Regions from separate parts of the Mus musculus genome. Here region 2 is linked to region 1. The links are chromatin contacts, called in public HiCAR-type maps. All regions are on one chromosome and are shown on one strand. The core of a region is the stretch at or near the end of the contact, and the rest is flanking DNA. Distances in the headings are between cores, read along the strand shown.

What was found. HiCAR-type assays count read pairs that join an accessible place to other places.
Region 2: a HiCAR-type map of embryonic stem cells shows a contact between it and region 1, with 2.8 times the contacts expected there. The contact joins two enhancer-like sites. A contact is called at or near these places in 7 of 484 Hi-C or Micro-C datasets (cerebellum, cortical neurons, embryonic stem cells and 2 more) and 4 of 115 datasets of contacts at active chromatin or transcription factors (embryonic basal ganglia, embryonic forebrain and embryonic stem cells).

What each region holds. Positions count from the first base shown.
Region 1 is chr12:116,658,137-116,664,255 of GRCm38.p6, reverse strand. All of the region lies in intron 2 of Ptprn2 (protein tyrosine phosphatase, receptor type, N polypeptide 2), which reads right to left. Among named protein-coding and RNA genes, the nearest start is that of Gm31336, 96 kb to the left of the region's middle. Within about 2 kb of position 3,910, at least 33 of the 459 cell types and tissues checked have an H3K27ac peak or open chromatin away from gene starts, as enhancers often do. A contact at or near this core is called in embryonic stem cells, where this site is marked.
Region 2 is chr12:117,042,990-117,049,187 of GRCm38.p6, reverse strand. All of the region lies in intron 12 of Ptprn2 (protein tyrosine phosphatase, receptor type, N polypeptide 2), which reads right to left. Among named protein-coding and RNA genes, the nearest start is that of Gm10421, 110 kb to the left of the region's middle. Within about 2 kb of position 1,362, at least 51 of the 459 cell types and tissues checked have an H3K27ac peak or open chromatin away from gene starts, as enhancers often do. A contact at or near this core is called in embryonic stem cells, where this site is marked.

The DNA.
Region 1 (6,119 bases), core at 2,661-5,160:
TACCTACAGAGAGGCTCCTAGATCTACCCCACAATTCATCTAACACTACCACATCTAGTCACTTACCATGAGCCCCTTGGATAAGGCTACCAATGTATTTCTGGGTAAATTCGTCTTTCCAGGGTCTTGAAATATCTGCTGTGAAAATGTCTTCTGCATAGTTAAGAGCTGATATTTCATGGAACTCAATGGCATGATGATAGACACAGAGAATCATACCCTGAAGTCAGCAGCAGCATGCACCAGCTCACAGGGGCATTTGCTGAGATGCAACCATAGAGCCACCATCACTGCACTGAATACAGAAGGGACACCAGTGCTTCAAACTGAAAAAACAATGCATTTTTCTCTGAGGAAATATATATGCATATATATTTTCTCTTTGGAGATGCCTTTTCAAAGAAGAGAACTGTTTGCAAGAAGATTGGTTCAGACTTGTGTAACACCAACTATAATAAATAATTCCAAGACACAGGACAACTAAGCCAGCAGAATCTAGAGCAGTGGTTCTCAAACTATGAGTCACAGCCTCTTTGAGGGTTCCATATCAGATATCCTACATATCACATATTCACATTATGATTCATAGCCGTAGCAAGATTATAGTTATGAGGTAGCAACAAAAAAATAATTTTATGTTTGGGAGTCACCATAACATGAGGACCTGTATTAAAGGGTCATAGCGTTAGGAAGGTTGAGAGCCACTGGTCTACCATGTGTCTCAGAGCAGTCAAAGGCCCTCTTCTCATGGACTTTTCATTTTAACAAGGTAGAGAATAAAGTAGTCAGCTCTTCTGCAAGCCTTGTGTATTACAAACAGATGGGTGACTCTCCCCAAAGGTGTTGCCTCACTCCAGGCTCTGTTCACCCCTCTCTTCTGCACAAAGTCTCTAAAGGATGTTTATCTTGTCCGTTGCCTTTCTTTCTGTGCCCCTGAGGTTCTGAGCTGTGTCCACTGCAGAGTAATTCCTCTGTAGTAGTAATTCCTTTGCCACAGTGCACCACTACTCATGGTGTGAGGCTGAAGAGAGCTGAGGTTCCTCTCTCACTGAGCAAGTTCTTCAGCCCACCAACAACTGAGGCCTCATAAGCAGGATGCATTGGCCAGACCCCCCCTAGCCGAATGACTTCTTGATACAGCAGAGACCAGACATCATCTGCACAGCCACAATCTCCTGGTTCCACATGGTTTTCCACACTCAGAAGTAGCTCACACTGTACTGAGGCAAAGGTGTAATGCTAGTCAGCCTATATCAGCAGCTGTTGTGAGGCCATCTGGTTCATTCTCCTTCAGATGGATTCAGATGGATTGAGAGATGCAAACATGAACTGTGTTACCTCCTCACCCACTTTCTCCATGTTGGAAAAGTTTATTACCCCTCACAAGTGTGATGAGCAGGAAGTGTCAGCAGGTGAGTGGCCTGGCTCTGCCACACATTTCCCTCATTTGTCCTTATTCACTGATTTAACCTTTACTGAGCTAGAAGCTGCAAAGAGAGGAGGTACCTCCTAGAGCTCACTCCAGCAGAGGAAACAGGCCTATCAACACCTGAGCTTCCCAACACATTGTTATCACCGACTGACACCTGGCAGGAAGTGAAAGACCTGGGATGTGACTAGAAGAGTAGCTGTAAAGTCTTGACAGTCCTGGTGGATTGTCTCAGACTCAGTGAGATTTGTCCAACTGGAGGTGTGCTAACTGGATGCTTTCTGTTTTATCCTTCTAGAAAGTCACTGGAAAATGTAAAACAGAGTGTGCTTTCTGAGTTTATGCTATGGTGGGATGTCCTTAGGAAGATTGGTATGAGATATCGTCTGACGCATTCCACATCCTGCAAAAAAGACTTCACTGATACATCATAAAATTCAGTGGGATTTAGTAACAGATGACCCTTCACAATGTGCGTGAGCCTCATCCAACATGAATGCTTCCAGGAAAAGTCTGAGGACGCCTGAAGGATATCTACCTTTCCCCATCAACAGCATAAACCCAAGACTCAACACTGACTCTGCCTTGAACTTGGTTCTTCCCTACATCCCTCCAATCTTCCATGAAGTGGAAGTGGCTATTTCCTTTTAAGGTTTTAGCCTCTCTGAGTTGAGTGAAATATCACACACCTGTGATCTCAGTATTCCGAAGGCCAAGACAGGAGGACTGTGAGACTGAAGCTAGCCTGGGTGTCACAGGATCTGTGCTTGAGATCCAAGCCTGTTGGACAGCACAGAAGAAAGTCATGCCAGATCATGCCAGTCCTCCAAGGAAGCAGAGATCTGAGCACCAGGCAAGTAAGTCCCATAGGCAGTGTGGTGCCAACCAATTTTAAAACAAAGCAGAAATACATTCACCCCCATGACATGATATCCAGTAATCAGCAGTCAGGTGGGGACTGTTTAGGAGCTGGCTTGGGAATATGATGGGCTGATTCAGCCATGACTTACCATGCTCATATGAGAGAATACAGCAGAGGAGGAAAGTTGAGGACATGTTGGAGTAACCCTTGGCCTAGGGACAGCAGCCAGTGACTGCAGCCCTCCTGAAGGGAACCAGGAGAACATAAAACAAACCCCCACTCATACTCCTTCTATGTATGTCTTCTGGGAGCTCCCATGATATTGGTCTCTCTGACAAGGAGAACAGGGGCAGCCATCAGCATTACTGAGGTCTTGGACATAGAGACGAGCTAGGAAAGATGCTGATGCTCTGAAAGACAAAGACTCACTTTGGACATCATGGCAAAATAAACAGGACTGTCAGTATGGGGGGAGCTGGGATGGTAGGGATTTATCAGTAACTCCAGCATTGTCTGGACCAGGAAAGGTTCCAATTAGACCTAGAAACCAACGTAGTCCCCAACACAACAAAGGGCCTTCTATTGCCTTTGTCAGCCGACCTTGTAAAAATGACCATTTCTCCTGGATATTCAGAGTGCTCAGTAGGCACACATGTATTTGAAGGCACCCCACCCAATGCTTTTTCTCAAACCCTGCTCTGCCTAGAACAGTGCCCAGTACTCTATCACGCCCAGTGCCCTAACTAGAGTGGAGCCATGTAAAACCCACACCCACAACTCCATCCAGAGCCCTGACCAGCACTGCCCATGTCCAATGAGGGTGAGCATGGGTATCTGAGGAAACTCAGCTCTGCACATAGTATGATCTGCTCACAAAGTGACATTACAAAACCGCAGTGAAGGCTGACTTCCAAGTGTCCCCTGCAAATAGGACACCCTATCCTTATAGCCATCACTATCACAAAGTCTTCTCTGTGACTTTGAGGTCCTCATCCCAGCTGGTAGGATTTGGGTAGTAATTTTCCCCCCCACTAAGGACAAAAGGATAATAAGAGCAGGTGGCAGAGGTAGGGATCTGGATCTTTTGCTTTCCAGATGAGCATCTGCCTCCCTCTGTGTGTCCTTCCCCCTTCCCCCTCCCCCCTTCCCCTCCCCCCTCCCCCCTTCCCCTCCCCCCTTCCCCAACAGCCCAGCTACAACCAAAATGAGCCTGCAGAGTGCATGTCTGTAAACATAGAGTACCTGTGGGCCCCAAGCTCCATGAAGAAGGGAAATCTTTAGAGAAGCCCCCATCCCTGAGGATATCTTATCAAACCCATTGATTCTGGCCGCAAAAGGCAGAAGGACAGAACAGCCAAGGGGAAAAAACCTGAAAACATCGGGTTGCACAGGGTGTGAGCCCCGCTTTCCCCTGCTCCCCAGGTTTTGTTTTTTTCTCCTTTTCAGTCAAAAGCCTAAGTTTGAAAATCCTGCAAACACCTAGGAAACTTAAACACCGTGGTTATAAATTTAAAAAGGTCAAGTGTACTTAACATGCTCGCCAATTAACACCATGAAGAGAGCTGAAGTTCAGCCAGGTTCCCGTGGGTGTGGAGACTGTCTCTACAAGAGCTGCCTGGCAGAACCACCCCTGACTTCAGCTCCACATAAATGATGCAGAAATGGCTCCCAGTGTGAGAGCTGACATTTAGAGCATGAATCCGAGGCTGAAAGAGCTTCCCTCAGACAACAGAAAGGCCCCTGCTCCACCCAGCGCCCCGCTGAGCCTCTGACCTCGCTGGATTTCCTGCTCAAGAAGCCTTGCACCTGGCAACAGAAATTCTTTGGGGGGGCATAATTTTCAACAGATAAGATTTCTTGTTTTTTTTCAAACCAATTTCTCATGGCTGGTTGGTGCTTCTTCCAAATGCTGTGGTTACTCTATGTTCGTCAAAGCTGAATTAACTAGTGCTTAGGAGGATGGGAGTCTGATGGTTGACAGAGCAGGCTGACCTGAGCCAGCTCTTCACCTTGCAAGTTTCTCCCACAAAGTAGCTGGGAGGCACAACATTAGTTCTCAGCTCTTACTCCCTCTCCTCCCCCACCTGCCCAACCTCAAACCACACCCTAATCTAGCTGCAGGGATTGTTACTCTCCTCCTTCTCCCTCCCTCAAGTCTCTGCCATCAGCCTGGGGTCCCTCTTTGGGGACCCAGCTTCCAGCAGCCTCAAGTGCCTTATAGGAAGCCATACCTCTGCACCCAAAGATTCCTTATGGGCATCAGACTCCCTATGCCCAAGCCCCTCATGAGGAGTAGGTCACTCCCTGTATTCCCACATACTTAATGGGGAGCTTGTCCTCTGCACACTGAGACCCTCATGCAGAGCTGATCCATATGTCCGGGCCCCTGATTGGGAGCTGACTCTCCATTTCCCTGGTCCCATGTGAGAAGTTAATTCCCTATACAACCAGGCCCTTCCTGGGGAGCTAGCTCCCTGAGACCAGGGGCCCCTTAAGTGCTCCTTGCCATGCTTTGAGACAACTGGTGATGCCTAGGCAAGAAGAGGTAAATGGACAGTCTTCCTTTCTCAGAACTGGATGGTACTCATCTCAGTCTTGGAGCTCCACTACAACAGTTCTAACCACAGACTGTGATAGTGCACATAGGACAATGACAGTGCACACAAGGTCAGTGACTGTGCACACAAGGTCAGTGACAGTGCACACAAAGTCAGTGACGGTGCATACAAGAACAGTGACAGTGCACACAAGGTCAGTGACAGTGCACACAAGAACAGTGACAGTGCACACAAAGTCAGTGACTGTGCACACAAGGTCAGTGACAGTGCACACAAGGTCAGTGACAGTGCACACAAGGTCAGTGATGGTGCACACCAGGTCAGTGACAGTGCACACAAGAACAGTGACAGTGCACACAAGGTCAGTGACAGTGCACACAAGAACAGTGACAGTGCACACAAAGTCAGTGACTGTGCACACAAGGTCAGTGACAGTGCACACAAGGTCAGTGACAGTGCACACAAGGACAGTGACTAGGACATAACCTGACCACCAGCCAGGATACCAGAGCTCTGCTAATGATGGGCAGCTTCCCAAACTTTGTATCTCCCTCTAGCTCAGAACAACCAAAGAAAACCAGATGTGTACCAGCAAGTCACTTCAAAGTTCTACTCTCATTGAGAGGCCTTCCTTCTCTGAGATCTGCCCCTCCCTGGGCCATTCATTTCCTACCCTTCTACACCCCTTGAGCCAACTATCACGGTGACCCCACTGTTCATGGAGCTCTGACGAAATGGCCTCAGCTCTCCTTAGATGTACCCACACATTCCCACCTTGAGAAGCTGAGTTTCAGTTAAAGGACCAATGCCATACATAGGCTGTCAGGATGCTGTGGTACCAGTAATACTACATGGTATTAGAGAATACAAGGGGACATCTCTGCCAACGCCCAGGTGACAGTAACAGTAGTGAGCAGGGTACTGAAGCTGCCCAGGCTTGGGTAAGACAGCTCTGAGCTAAGCAGGCAATTTTCTAAGAACAAAGGGGACAGACAGGCATTCCATTTTATTGGCACCTTCATACCCAGGTAAGGAGTAATCACCCCAGGTTCAATGACCCAGGGGACAGGACAAGGCAACACCAAGAGTAGACCCTTTCTAGGGCTGACAGTGGCCTAGGCAAGCCAAACATAGCACTGGGTGGGGGGCTGGCTTTAGACCACAGAGCAGCAGCAACTATCTACTTGACTGAGGTGTCCTTGGTAAAAGCAAATGAATTGCCTCTGACCATGTGGACATGCGTAGGGAAGGGCTAGGTTGAGGGGCACTT
Region 2 (6,198 bases), core at 113-2,612, 390 kb before region 1:
GCAGATCTCCTGCCCCCTCCTTGACTGTAGACCTAAGTTCTGTCTATGGTGAGGGAAGCTGTCTAGGCCAAATTATGTTCAAAACTGTCTCTTGGAGCCAATAGACTTAGAACCAATCAGCTTATAATGGCACTTGCTATCGAAGTCACAGACAATAGTCCAAGGAAAGCGATCTGTACTCAGAAGTTATTCCATAAGATAGTTCTATAGTTGTGATTTAAACTTTGCTCAGTTACACACTCTTGCTGACAGGGAGTTAAAATCTGTATATTTCTCCTGAACACAATTGTGATGTACTAAGTATTAAGCACCCATGATTTTAAGTCTTTTTTGTTTGTTTGTTTGTTTTTTGTGTTTTGTTTTTGGTTTTTTGAGACAGGGTTTCTCTGTAGCCCTGGCTGTCCTGGAACTCACTTTGTAGACCAGGCTGGCCTCAAACTCAGAAATCCACCTGCCTCTGCCTCCCAAGTACTGGGATTAAAGGGGTGCACCACCATGCCCGGCTAGCACCCATGATTTTAAAGAGGACAACATTCATGCTGAGATTAATAATGCTCCCAAGATTAGGCCAAAAAGTTGCAATGTCAAATTATTAATCCAAAACTTTCTAAGTGAAGTATCCTTTCCCTCAAAGTGATTATTTTAAATAAAATTTTTAAAATGTAATAAATTGACCATAAAAACAAACTCTGTGGGAAAGGAGTGTGTGTGTGTGTGTGTGCATGTGTGTTTATGCGTGTGTGTTAAAAACAAATCTCGGATTTTTCAAACTTGTTCCTGCTGTCTCTTTTGCAGCAGCTGTTTCCAGTCTGCTCATCATTACAGGGCCTGAGTTAGGATTAGATTCAGCATATGAAATTCAAGCAAGCTCAAGCCCTTGATGCAAAGGCAGTGTCTCCCTCTAGAAGGGCTATTCCTCCAGCACCAAGGGGGGAGCACCCTCCCAAATCTCCTGTCTTCGTGGGTGACTGCCAGCAGTAGGGACTATGGTAGTCTTTTCTGTGTTTCCTCAAGGTCTGAGTGTGGCTGCCTGCTGATCCTCTGATGAAGATGGCTGTAACTAGGGGGGACTGTGTAGCTGGGACAAAGCATGATCTGGCGGAGGAGTGGGGGAAGGGGCTTAAGTTGATGATTGCAAGGATTTCACACTCCAGCACTTAAACCAAGGTCAGACACAAAGGATACTGTGAATTGAGGTATTTGTGGGTGGAGAGGAAGCCAAACAAAAGCAAACAGCTTCTCTGGATTTAAACCCATTCCCTGTGTTTGCTGGCTTTTCTCCCTGGCCAGGAAATCCTGATCTCAGGCAGCTCTGAGAGCTGCCTTGATGTATAGAGGGCTCTGAAGCCTTGCTTGCTGACATCATCATGCTAATTTGAGTTGTATCTTGTCCCTCATGAATAAATCACTACTCTAGAGCCGAGCTGTGCACTGCCCTCCCACCCCAGGAACTAATTAAGGGTGGTTTTAATATTGTTATTCACAAGATAGTTGCTTTTCATTTACTAACAAGGGTGGGGCAGAAGGTCTTGGGGACAAAGGGGCTCCAGATGCCCCTCTGGCTACCTGAGGATGGGGTAAGGAAAGAGCCAGACTTGCCCTGTGGGTCTGTACCTTCCTCTGAAACCACTCATTAGTATGGACTACTGAGGACTCACAGTTTGGGTGTTTTGGAGGGTGCTGGTACTATGCTGACTTCTACTCCTACCCCACAGCTTGGGATCACAAGCAGGCTGGAAGGCTGCTACAGCCAGGACAGTTACTGCATTAAGAGAAACAGAGCCCATTAGGTAGGACTGGCACAGTTCAACTCTACAAATGTGAACACAGACAGGTGAATGCAACTTGAGGAGCAACGTGTCTGAAACAAATATAATAAACAGATGCTAGGAGGGACCAAGATTAGAACACGGTTTATGCCAGGTAGCCATGCTTCAGGACCACGGCTTTTAATAGAATAAGTCTTTATTACCAGCAATCAAACATGTAAAGCCCCTTCAGGTCACCAGCCCACAGCTTTGCCACATGGCCCTTCTGGGAAAAAAGAACAAGAACAAACTTACGTACAGCATACGTTGGTTCTTGGGTTCTTCCTGGTTCACTAAAAAATTATTATAAATAATAATTAATAAAGATTTTTAAGATATATCAGGTGAGAAACATACTAAATATAGAAAATGAATGGCCTCCATGCTGTTCCTTCTGTTCTTGGCATAAGTGGAAAGACATGGGCAGAGGCCACGTGCCCAAGTGTGAATGTGAGACCAGACTGCTGATCAGTGTACACAAAAACTTACAGCAGCAGCTTGCTCTTCCTGGATCTTACAGCCTAAGAGTGCTGACGGGCAGAGACTTCCGATGGAGATAAGTTAACTCTACATGTATGTAGAGGTTCTGAGTTACATAGTGGTGTTCATACCCCACTCCACCCCAGCTCTTCTATATGTATGCCTGCCCATTCTTCATTCCTTGCTGTCCCTCGGCAGGGTCCAGACACAAGTCGTGCAGCTTGAGGTCATTTGTTGTCTTGAATAGATCTTGTTCTTTATGTCTTTGTTTTGGAAGTTTTTAACACCACACTTCACAGCATTCAGTATTGGAACCTCCTCGCCATTCTCTACAAGGAGAAAGGGTTGAAGCCGTGTATGTTCATACAGCTATGTCACAAAAACTCTATAACTTTGAGCTTCTTCAAATGCTTAGCAGTACTTCCCATCTTCCATATGTTTGCTGCCCAGGGAGAAAATGAGCTGTAGTGTTATCTGTGCTCATAGTCCCTGGTATCCCTGGTTGTTACTTATGGAGTCTGACCAATGAGGACACTGTCCTGAAAGCCTATACCTCATCCATGCTGGGAAGATTGAGAAACGACACAGGGGCCCTGGAGGAACAAGAGATCTTGACCTGCCGAAGAGCCACGTTGCACAGAGTTGGGAGCCATGATATGGTTTTACTGTCTTCTTCAATAGTGCTCTGCTCATGGGGGATGTGAACATGTGGTAAAGGAGAAATGGATTCAGAGACTCCCTCTAGTGCAGGGAACAGGAGATGGAGGAGGGCTGTTAATTCTCTCTCTAATACAGCCTTTCTGAGTGGAAGATCCAGCTGTCACTCAGGCATCTTACCATGTAGCTCTGCTAGAGTCTGCTCTGAAGCATATGGAGAGTTTGTTCCTACCAGTACCAGGAGAGACCCTTGCATGTATGGATCATACCCTGTCCTCTGGGAGGTCTCAGTTTGAGTTTCTCCATATGGGATAATAGTCAGACTTCCTCTGAAGCCCAGGCCAGAGAAGCTGTGACTTTTTCAGGGCAGGATTCGTCTCACATCTGCTAATCAATGTCTCTGTATCTCTTTTGTGCCAGCATCTAAGCTAGATGTCTAAGGGACAAATTGCCTAGCCTGGCTGTCTAAAGAACAGAAATGAAAGCCAAGAGTGTTCTTGGTAAATGTGCATGCCAGGAGCAGAGTCATTGCAGACTCAGGAGAACAGGGATAGATGGTGTACTGGCTAGTTTTGTGTCAACTTGACACAGCTGGAGTTATCACAGAGAAAGGAGCTTCAGTTGAGGAAATGCCTCCATGAGATCCAACTGTAAGGCATTTTCTCAATTAGTGATCAAGGGGGAAAGGCCCCTTGTGGGTGGGACCATCTCTGGGCTGGTAGTCTTGGTTCTATAAGAAAGCAGGCTGAGCAAGCCAGGTGAAGCAAGCCAGTAAAGAACATCCCTCCATGCCTCTGCATCAGCTCCTGCTTCCTGACCTGTTTGAGTTCCTGTCCTGACTTCCTTGGTGATAAACAGCAGTATGGAATTGTAAGCTGAATAAACCCTTTCCTCCCCAACTTGCTTCTTGGTCATGATGTTTGTGCAGGAATAGAAACCCTGACTAAGAAAGATGGGTAGCCACAGAAGACCTTGGTCTTAGTGGCAGGTGCTGGCATAGTATGTTCAAGGCCTGATTTTATCCCTAATATCTTGAAAAGGAAAGATAGCCTCTCCCTGCCCTCAGAGTGAAGAAACTAGATGTCACATGTAAGTGACACTACTGTAGACAGCTCTGCAGAGTCTACATATGCCTAAAGGTGCCATTTCACCATAAGACTTAGTGATAGGCAGCACACTATCCTGCAACATGACCCTGAAGATGCCAGCTTCAGGAAGCAGAGTGGAGGAGACAACAATAGGAGGAGAGCCCTCGATGCATCACTGCCAGGAGCAAGTCCTGCTAAGGTTCTAGCTGCTATGATGGGCTCCAGGTCTGGGCTCTTTTCTGGGGGTACCTGAAATGTATTGCCTCAGAGGGCATACCTGCAATACCTGTTCTTTGTACCTCTGAAGATGGCATCTCTGGGTCCAGATAGCCAAGCATTATTTTGCAAACAACATGAAAATCCACATTCTTCATTTTTAAAAATCTGGATACAGTAAGAAGTTTTCATCTTTGTTCTATGCAGCTCAATGTTTCAGAGCTAGACCCATGTGTCTGATGGTGTGCTGTGTGCATGCATTTCCTCCTTGGGACTAAACACCACTCCATGCAGATCTCATTTCTGTTCTTTAAAGATGCCTTTTAATAGCTAATCTTCTGTTTTAATATCTTGCTTGCTAAATGTGTTGAGATAATTAGGTGATAGACCTAGACAATTACTCTGTGGGCAGAGAGCAGACAGCTTCTCATATTTATATAAATACACATGGTTTAAATAAAACACCAACTGCTTGCATTTGGGGCCCATTTAAACCAGGCAACTTGGGAAGCTGTTGGATTGCACTGTCTGTTTGGGCTCATTTTTTTGTGGTTCATTTGTTTGTTTGCTTTTCCACAGGACTGATTAGGCAATTCAGTCAACAGCTGAAAAACTGGAGTCCTGGATAGACTGGGCCACTTGGAATTCAGGTACAACCTAAGTTAATAGACAATGGCTTGCTTGGGGCTGAATGAATGGGACAGAGCTGATTCTCTTTCCCAGAGGAATATGGTGGAGCTTGGCTGCTCACCACATAATGATGTCAGGTGACCTGGGACAGCAGAAGTTCTGGGTACATAGCCAGAGTGTCAGACTATTATACATGAAGGGTATGTTGGCTTAGAGACACACCCTGGGGTATATTTTACAGTGAGCCCACTCTTGTATATTGCCCTGTGAAGAGGCAGTGTTAGATTCTTGTGCCTTATAAATAGGTGAAATTTATAAAAATCAAGTAACTGATTTGAAGACTTTGCCAACTTGTTGAATATGGCAGAAACACCTTCAGCCCTGTGGATAGTCCTTTACTGTGGGTCACTTCAGGTAGCCATGACTTTACTGTTTTATGGTCACAGTTTCGCTATGTTTGTGATCTCTTTCAGCATTTGTGGCATGGATCTAGGACAAGTGATCTCTCCACCTCCTGTCAACCCTTTGCTCTTGTATGTTGAGCTTCTTACCACAGGGCTCTAGCCTAGAGATCTTGTCTGCCTGGTTTCTGCCTTCTGAAGTATAACCTGTCTTTAAAGTTCTGTTGTACTAGGTGGGAGATTCTGTGACCACAGACCTCAGCAATATCAACGGCTCCATGAGCCACTCTCCCAGGAAACACAAGGATGCTCGCTCCTCTAACTCCCAGGGTGGAGTTGCCTGAAGCCTAAGCACCAAGACAACCACTACCAATTCTGCCCTGAACACACACACACACACATACACACACACCAATACAATACACACACATATACTATGAACACACACCACACATATACAAATACAATATGTATACATGTACACACTTGTACAGTACACAACACATATATACTACACATATATACACACAAATAGGTACAAATACATAAAAATACACATAGATATGCCACATGTACACAGACATGCAGGCATCACACATACATATAAACATACATATACAAACACACATATACACATGTGCATACACATACAAATACACAAACATCATAACACACACACACAGTATCTATCTCTTTATGCCTTCATGTCCTTTGTCAGGGCAGAGTCATGATACACAGTCTCTACTTCAGTGTCACATACCTCATCTTAACTAAAATAATGACAATAATGACATCCTACATCCAAACAGTCACAGTCTGAGAAACCGGGAACCCTTGAGGGGAAGCATCCGGCTGTTCACACCAGCCTAGGCGCTGCCTGCAAGGGCATGCCCTGCTCAGAGCAGAGCTTCTGCAGGG